Linked DNA regions of Mus musculus: region 2 is linked to region 1. The links are chromatin contacts, called in public promoter capture Hi-C maps. All regions are on one chromosome and are shown on one strand. Each heading gives the region's core, a stretch centred on a gene start, on an enhancer-like site or on the middle of the called end of the contact. The rest is flanking DNA. Distances are from core to core; before and after follow the strand shown. Region 1 has its middle 190 kb from the start of Pfkp. Region 2 holds the start of Idi1 (isopentenyl-diphosphate delta isomerase).

Region 1 (3,925 bases), core at 1,123-3,622:
GTTAAAGGAACATTCTCACTCAGTCCCATTTGTCCTAAAGTGAAACTATGCCCTTTGATGGCTTTGCCTTTGTGCACAACTTCTTCCTCTCCATATTCTTCCATATCCAAGCCATCCTCATTAAATCCCATCAGTCTGTTTGTACACATTAATGAGAACACACATGCACTCAATACTTCATGAGGACGTAAGAACTGCAAATAAGACAGACATCTGTCTAGACAACACTGGTTCAATTCTAAGCCCCTCAGAGTTCTGGATGATGGTAATGACACATACTTAATAAGTCTTTCACCAACTTACTTTTTCTATTAAGTTTTTAATCTGTTACTATACTGTGAGTAGGAACCGTATTTCCCAAAAGCAACTCACTAAGAAATCTTTGACAACTACCTCTGACATTTTCTCACAAGCTCTAACTATGCTGCCAATACTCAGGATGCAATATTGTGCTCTGGAAAAATAAATAACACATTCAACAGGTGCCCCAGTAGAACTGACGCCAGAAGAAAACACATGATTTGGAGGAAAATTTTACCCTCCTTGACAACAAAGTCATCCACCCAAGCTCGGTCATGTCCTACAAATGTAAACAGTGGGAAGATGAGCATCTCGGGGTAAGATGAGAACCAGGATATCTGCAAATTTAAGAATTCAGGGAATGGCCAGAGCCAGTGCAATGTAAAGCAGAAGCCATGGCCGGGCTTCTAGGGCAGTGTGCCCCATTCCAAAGACAGGAAAAGGTCATTGAACTTCACAAATTCTTGAACGACATCTGGAAAGGACTCTCACCCTCTCCAACTTTCACAGCACTTCTGGACTTGTCTTCTCTAGGATGCTCCTTGGATAATGAACTATGTACCAAGGATAGTCAAGGGGGAAAACATTCAGTAAATTTTCTCCACTGCAGAATAGAGCATGGTTCTCTGACATACATATCAATGCCTCGTGTGAAGCTTCAGAGCATGTGTGTATATGTGTTCTTCAAGACCCCAGTATTGCAAGAAAGAAAGAGAGAAAGAGAGAAAGAAGGAAAGAAGGAAAGAAAGAAAGAAAGAAAGAAAGAGAGAGAGAGAGAGAGAGAGAGAGGGAAAGAGGGAAAGAGGGAAAGAAAGAGGGAAAGAAAGAGGGAAAGAGGGAAAGAGGGAAAGAGGGAAAGAGGGAAAGAGGGAAAGAGGGAAAGAGGGAAAGAGGGAAAGAGGGAAAGAGGGAAAGAGGGAAAGAGGGAAAGAGGGAAAGAGGGAAGGAAAGAAAGAAAGAAAGAAAGAAAGAAAGAAAGAAAGAAAGAAAGAAAGAAAGAAAGGAAGAAAGGAAGAAAGGCTAGCATAGAACCTGGCCATTTGCCTCATATAAAGGTCAATAGATAATTCCGATGCACCACTAGGGTTAAAGACCAAGACTGATAACACCAGAAGAAACAGATATAGCTGGGTAAGAACTGAAAGATTCCCAGCCATCTAAATGCACACGAGCATAACCATAGAGGCCCAGGATCTCAGGAGCAGCGTAGATATGATGCAGGCTACCTAGGGTATAAACAGGGAGAGGCAAGGAGACACTGCATGAACTAGTGTGACAAGCACAATCATAGTGGGTCAGCTTTTTCCTGTTCTATAGAGCAAATATCTGTCCATTTCCCGTTGACCGCATATGGGTGACTCAGGACTTTCCCACTACCAAAGATAGAACTGCAAAGTATGGCCAGTGGCCTAGTGACTTTGGAATCTTGTTTGAACACCTCGCAGTGTAGCCATGATCACCTTCATAGCTCTCTACCTGCTTTCTTGACTTAATATATAAAGAAATGGTTTTTTTCTCACACATGTGTGTGCACATACATTTCTATGTGTGCATGTATGTGCTTATGGATGTGGAGGACAGAGAATAAACCTAGGATGTCATTACTCATGAAACATCCACCTTATTTTCTGACACACATTTCTTCATTACCCTGATGCTTAGCCAGTCAGCCTAGGCTGGCTGGGTATTGAGCCCTGGCCACTGCTTTTTTCTTAGCCTTCATAGGACTGGTATTGATGTGAGTACCTCCGTGCCTGACTTTATTTACATAGGTTCTAGGGGTAAAACTCAAGCCCTCATGCCCACTATCAACTGAGATAACTCCCAGCCCTAGAAATTCTTGCTTAAAGAGGGGGCATCAGAGTGTAAACTTTAAGAAAGAATGCATTTTACCTGGTAATTATGAAACAAAAATGGTTTAGCCACCTTAAGCTGAAAATGACTTCTGCCAAGGTTTTATGACAACCTGCTATAAAAACTGAAGACTGGCTCTTGGGTATGTCACGAGCACCCTCTTCTGGAAGTAGTGGGCAGAACATGAGGCTGTTTCCAGGCTGGCCAGATCCTGCCACTCAGACAACAGCCCTGTCCTACAGTGGTACTGCTTTGCAATGGGAAGTAAGTCTGGGGCCGCTACAGAGCTAGCAAGAGAAAGCCTCAAAAACAAAGGACCATCTGTTTAGTTGTTCTCAATTAGGCAATTTTGTGAGAAAATTGAGAAAACGATCAGTTTGACACTGCAATTACCCAAAATAACTAAATTCTGTCTTCTCTTCTTCCTATGTCAAATCATTTTAATTTACAAGAGAAAGGAAGGGAGACATTAACAACTTTTAATTACCAGGACCCTGATTTGTTTGTTCCCTTTGAAGCTGTGAGACATTGAAAGTTGAGATGCAGTGCAGGTCACAATCACAGCCTCGCAGGGTGGCGGGTGGCAGCCTAACTTGAAAGGTGCTTAGATTCACTTTAATCACCTCCGCTCTTGAGATTCCAGGCAGAGTAGCTCTGATTTTCCTGTCCTCCTTCTCACAGGGGACTCTTGGAAATTTAGATGGAGACATCTGAACTTTCTTAACTTTTTTTTCTGCAAACAGTACAGCTATGACTGTTCTCTTTGCACATTTTAGACATTCTATTACTTAAAAGATGTGACCTTGGCAGTAAGATGTCACCAGTTCCCTTGAGCCGCTGAATCCTCGGGCATCTAAAGACTTGAATCACACAAGTTTAGTAACCAGGAAGTATGATGCACCGATTCATCTCGTTCAAAGAGCTCCCTTGTAAGGTTCGAAGCATTTGTGGTAAAAACTAGCACAGTGGCTTCATCAAACAGTCACTGCAGGTTAGACAATGGCATACTCAGTAGTTAGCCTTATAATCCACATCAAACACATTACCTTCTCCATGGGCTTAGAGTGTGTTTGAAAACCACGATCCTGGTTTTCTGGATGAATATATGCAGACTCGGAATAGTGAGACAGTTCTTACAATTGAAGACAGGAGTCAGCCTTCCTCCCTGGGATGTCTTCTGCATATATATTTTACTCTTTCTTCCCCAAACTCAGGGATCTTCAAAGCCAATGCAGGAACAAGCTGGAGAACCATCTTTGTTTGCTTTGTTTCTTTTGTGGTGCTAAGGATCAAGCCCTTAGTTCCAAGAGCAGCACACTGCCACTAAGCTATACAACCTTAGCAAGCCACACCTTGATTTGTTTGATACAAAGCTTTCGTTTTGAGAAGTGTACAACTCTAGCACTGCCTGTAGATTTGCTACACATGTTCGCTATCTGCTAAGATCATTATTTACCCAGTGAGTTATTAAAAACAAAAGAAATGGGACAAAGACATAGTAATATAGATCTGAATTTCAAATATTCACAAGGTAGAAGCCATAGGACCAAGAGTTCAAGGCCAACCTGGAAGTAATAGAGAGTTCAGGGAGAGAGTCAGATATATAAAAACCTGTCTCAAAAGATAGAGGGGGTGAGGATAAAGCTTTAACTCAGTGGCAGAGCATTTTTCTGATGTGTCCTTGAAGCCCTAAATTCAGTACCAAGTATAGCTCAGCAGTGCTTGCCTAGCTTACATGGGGCTCTGAGTTCAACTTCCCAGTGCTACACAC
Region 2 (4,043 bases), core at 387-2,886, 2.0 Mb before region 1:
AAAGACAGACTTGAGAACTATGATAATATCTATTCCTTCTTTATGATCCCCAAATAACTCTGAAGCCACTTAGTGGAGGGAAATATTACAGGAGAGGTAGAAAGGTAGATTTTACTTGTACACACCATTTAACTGGAATGAAAGGTAAGACAGCATTAAGAAATGAATCTCTCAGTACTTGGGGGGCAGATGTCTGTGACAACCAGCCAGTCAGAGCTATACACAGTGAGACCCTCTTCAAACCCCAGAAGAGAAAGCATTCCTTTCATCTCAGGATTTTTCTTAGCTAAATGTCCAGACAAGTCACTTTATAACAAAGAATACTTTAAGACAGTACCTTTGTCGATGTTTTCATTAAGGTGACAGTTTTTCTTGGTGTCAGCCCCAATTTTATTGTCATTTTCATCAATAAGAATACACATCTCCGCTAGAAGCTGAACCTGTTTTTCATCAAGATGGCTGGTATTTATTTCAGGCATTGTGACAGAATGTCTGATCTGACCTAGAACACTAACACAGAGAAAAGTCATTGTATTAGTTTGACATTCTAACACAAACACTGTTAGAAGTGAAAGTGGACTTCAATTACAACATTCATAAACTAATTTAAAATCCTCTCTAGGGCAGTTTTCAAATGTGAGCAATTTGTAAACTTTCTGAAATAACATCTTGAACTCCTAATGCCAGGATATAAAGAATGAACTTCAGAATCACAGGATAAAGTGATATTTTCTCACCCACTTAAAGATGTTTAAAGTACAAATGCACATCACCGAACTCAAGAAAAAGATCTAGACACATAACGAAGACGCGTTTCCATCTCTTTATAAACCCACGTGGACGTTTACCAACCACAACACCTGCAAAGCACTCTTAAACTAGAAGAAAGCTTAGGGGTAGACCTATTTATTCATTTTTGGAAGAAGACAAGTGAAGTACTCCATACTGGAGGGAAGAACAGATTTTTCTCAGGTCCCTTTTTATAACTCAACTCCCCAAGGGCTATGAACCATTACATTTCACGACTGCTGAATCGCTCGTCAGGGAGTTTCCATGGACAACCCTGAGAACCCGATGGGACTCAGTCGGCCACCCAACGCTTTCCAGGACCAGGCACCCAGCCCCGAACGTCAGAGGCCACCATGGCGAGTCAAGCTGGGAAACCGCATCACCTCAGCCTCATACAGCCACCCACCCTTCTTGGTCCCCTCTCGCCATCCTTCCCCAAATAGAAGGGAGGCTTACCAGAGATTCCGGCTGCAGGTGCTGAGAAGCTGTGCGGAGAGCTGTACTTCAATCCTCTCCGCAGCATGCTCCGCCTCCAGGCCCCGCCCTCTAACAGCATATCCAATCGCTCGCGCCAGTGTCCGTCCGCGCCACATGCCTCCAGCCAATTGCCAATCTAGCACAAGCCTGACGTCACGGCCGCGCCAGGTTAGCGCGCGGTGGCACCACTTGCCCTGCGTGTGGCTCTGAAAGAAGCGCTGGAGGTCTCCAGGAGTGATTGCGGCCCTGGGACCCGAGCGAGGGTGTTGGCGACTCCCAGTGGACAGCTGAGACGGCCCGCACGTCTAGCTGCTCCGCGGTGGGGAAGCTTCCTTTCTGGGGAGGCTTCTTGAGGAGGGTTCGACCTGTCGGTCGCCAGCCAATGGCACCTTGGACCATGCCCGGGCTCGCCAATCAGCTGGAGGCAAGGCTAGGGCGGGTCCCTGACTCTCCTTGAGTGTCTGTGCGTGATGATGTCAGATGCCTTGAGAAGCGCGCTCTGACAACTACAGTTTTCTCACTGGAATTCCTGTGGGTTGGTCTTGATGGAAATTAAGAAAATTCAAGAGATCATTGCTAATGGGTTAGTTTGGAAGCTTTACTCCTGCCTTCTCAACATGTTATTCCGGTCTGTTTCCAGTTAGAAGGTGCTGTAGATTTGCAGCAGCAATAATTCCCAAGGCGTTTTGCAATGTGGAGTAATTGTCCAGCAAAGTTAAATGAAGTAGAGGCCGATTGGGGAACCAGCGTTTGGACTGAATTAATTTGACAGTTGTTAAACCATCGTGTGACAGTCCATTCTTAATAAATTCAGCGACTCAAGTTACTATAAGATAGGAATTTTTCACTACAGATTATATGTGAAGCTTTTGTAAATTTGGTAGCACACGTCTTAAACCACAGCACTCAGGAGACAGAGGCAGGCGGATCTTTGAGTTTGAGGCCAACCTGGTCTACAAAATGAGTTCCATGGCAGCTGGGGCTACACAGAGAAACCCTGTCTGGAAAAACGAATTAATTATTACATATACAATTGGGGAAAAGTTTATGTCTCGAACAACCAAGTAAATAAAAGAACAAATAGGGGCTGGAGAGATAGCTCAGCAGTTGAGAGCACTGGCTGCTCTTCCAGAAGTCCTAATTTCAATTCCCAGAAACCACATAGTGGCTCACAACCATCTGTAATAGAATCTGATACCCTCTTCTTGTGTGTCTGAAGACAGTTACAGTGTACTCATACAGAAAATAAATATATCTTTAAAAAATAAATGAATAAATATAATAACAGTTATTATTAGTTACAGTAGTAATTATCATTATGATTTGGTGTAATTGTGAAAAAGTTAATTTAAGCTATTACCCCAGTCACGTTTATTATTTTTGTAGTATATATGTGTAGTGTATGCATTATGTGCAAGTGTGTGTTCAGGTACATAATGCCTTCCTCTGTTGCTTTTATTAACATTTTACTTTTACAATATTAACATTAATATTAATGTCAACACAATGCTCAGAGGCTAGTGGAGCTTAAAGGACAACTAAGAGAGTTCTCCCAGCAAGCTCAGGTCTTGAGGGTTGGGAGCAGGCGTCTTTACCCACTGAGCTACCTCACCAGCCCCTCCATCCCATCTTTTCATAGAGGGCATCTCACTGAATTAGAAGCTCATTGATTTAGCTAGATTTTTTTTTTAAAGATTTATTTATTTATTATATGTAAGTACACTGTAGCTGTCTTCAGACACTCCAGAAGAGGGAGTCAGATCTTGTTACAGATGGTTGTGAGCCACCATGTGGTTGCTGGGATTTGAACTTCCGACCTTTGGAAGAGCAGTCGGGTGCTCTTACCCACTGAGCCATCTCACCAGCCCCTGATTTAGCTAGATTCTATGGCCAGCAAATCCTCATGTCTCTGCTCCCCAGTTTGCAGATACACACTGACATGTCTGGCCTTTTCCACGGTGCTGAGGATCTGAGCTCAGTCTTCACACTTTCACCCTTTACCCAAACCCTCTTCCCGGCCCAGTGTCTGTGCAGCTCAGGTGCATATTTCCTACGTATGATTTTGTAATATTCTTGGTCATTTGGAAAATATTGAATTACTGTATTAAGCAAGTCTTCCAAGTGTTGACAGATTTCATTATTCATTATCAATCATATTAATATCACCAATAATCTTGAGACTCATTAGGCACCTTTCCCTGGGGGCAGTCTAAGGAGTGAAGCATTGTTGAAACACTGCTAAATACTATTAAGTCATCGATAATGGTAATAATAATCCTTTATTCCAAATATTCCTTTAAATGTTATTTTTCCTTTATATGAGCTGAAATGGGAAGTGGGGGTTGATTGCCTACTTAACAGATATTTCCCTCTCCTATTGATACTTTTATCAAGATGGGGAGAGGGTCACAATAGAACTGGCTGTTCTTTCAGAGGACCACACCCACACTGCAGATCATAACCATTTGTAACTCCAGTTCTGGGGATCTGAGACCTCTTGCTTTTACTAACACCAGGCACATACATAAATTCAGGCAAACACTCATTCACATAACATTTTAAAATCTTAAAAAAATAAAATGGAACATTTTCTCAAATGACCATTCCAAAGGCCTGTGACTGTAGTTTTTGAAGATGATATCTTGTGCTATGCACCATAGGCTAAACTGAAAAGATATAAGTAATCTGGATTAGCCTTGAATTAACTAAAAGTGTTTCCCTGTGGCAAGGACAATGATTGAAATATCATTTATCCTCAGGCTGGCTTTAAACTAGTA

The links. Promoter capture Hi-C pulls out the DNA fragments that hold promoters and counts their contacts.
Region 2: a contact with region 1 is called in a promoter capture Hi-C map of second pharyngeal arch cranial neural crest. The contact joins the promoter of Idi1 here to the enhancer-like site in region 1. A contact is called at or near these places in 5 of 39 promoter capture datasets (cranial neural crest, embryonic stem cells, frontonasal cranial neural crest and 2 more) and 6 of 115 datasets of contacts at active chromatin or transcription factors (T-cell acute lymphoblastic leukemia, astrocytes, embryonic forebrain and 3 more).

The regions. Positions count from the first base shown.
Region 1 is chr13:6,835,333-6,839,257 of GRCm38.p6, reverse strand. No RefSeq gene overlaps it. Among named protein-coding and RNA genes, the nearest start is that of Pfkp, 190 kb to the right of the region's middle. Within about 2 kb of position 2,372, at least 26 of the 459 cell types and tissues checked have an H3K27ac peak or open chromatin away from gene starts, as enhancers often do. A contact at or near this core is called in embryonic limb bud and second pharyngeal arch cranial neural crest, where this site is marked.
Region 2 is chr13:8,883,199-8,887,241 of GRCm38.p6, reverse strand. It overlaps Idi1 (isopentenyl-diphosphate delta isomerase), which reads right to left and starts at 1,636. Exons shown (of 5, transcript NM_145360.2): 1 at 1,246-1,636; 2 at 338-510. The coding sequence starts at 1,382.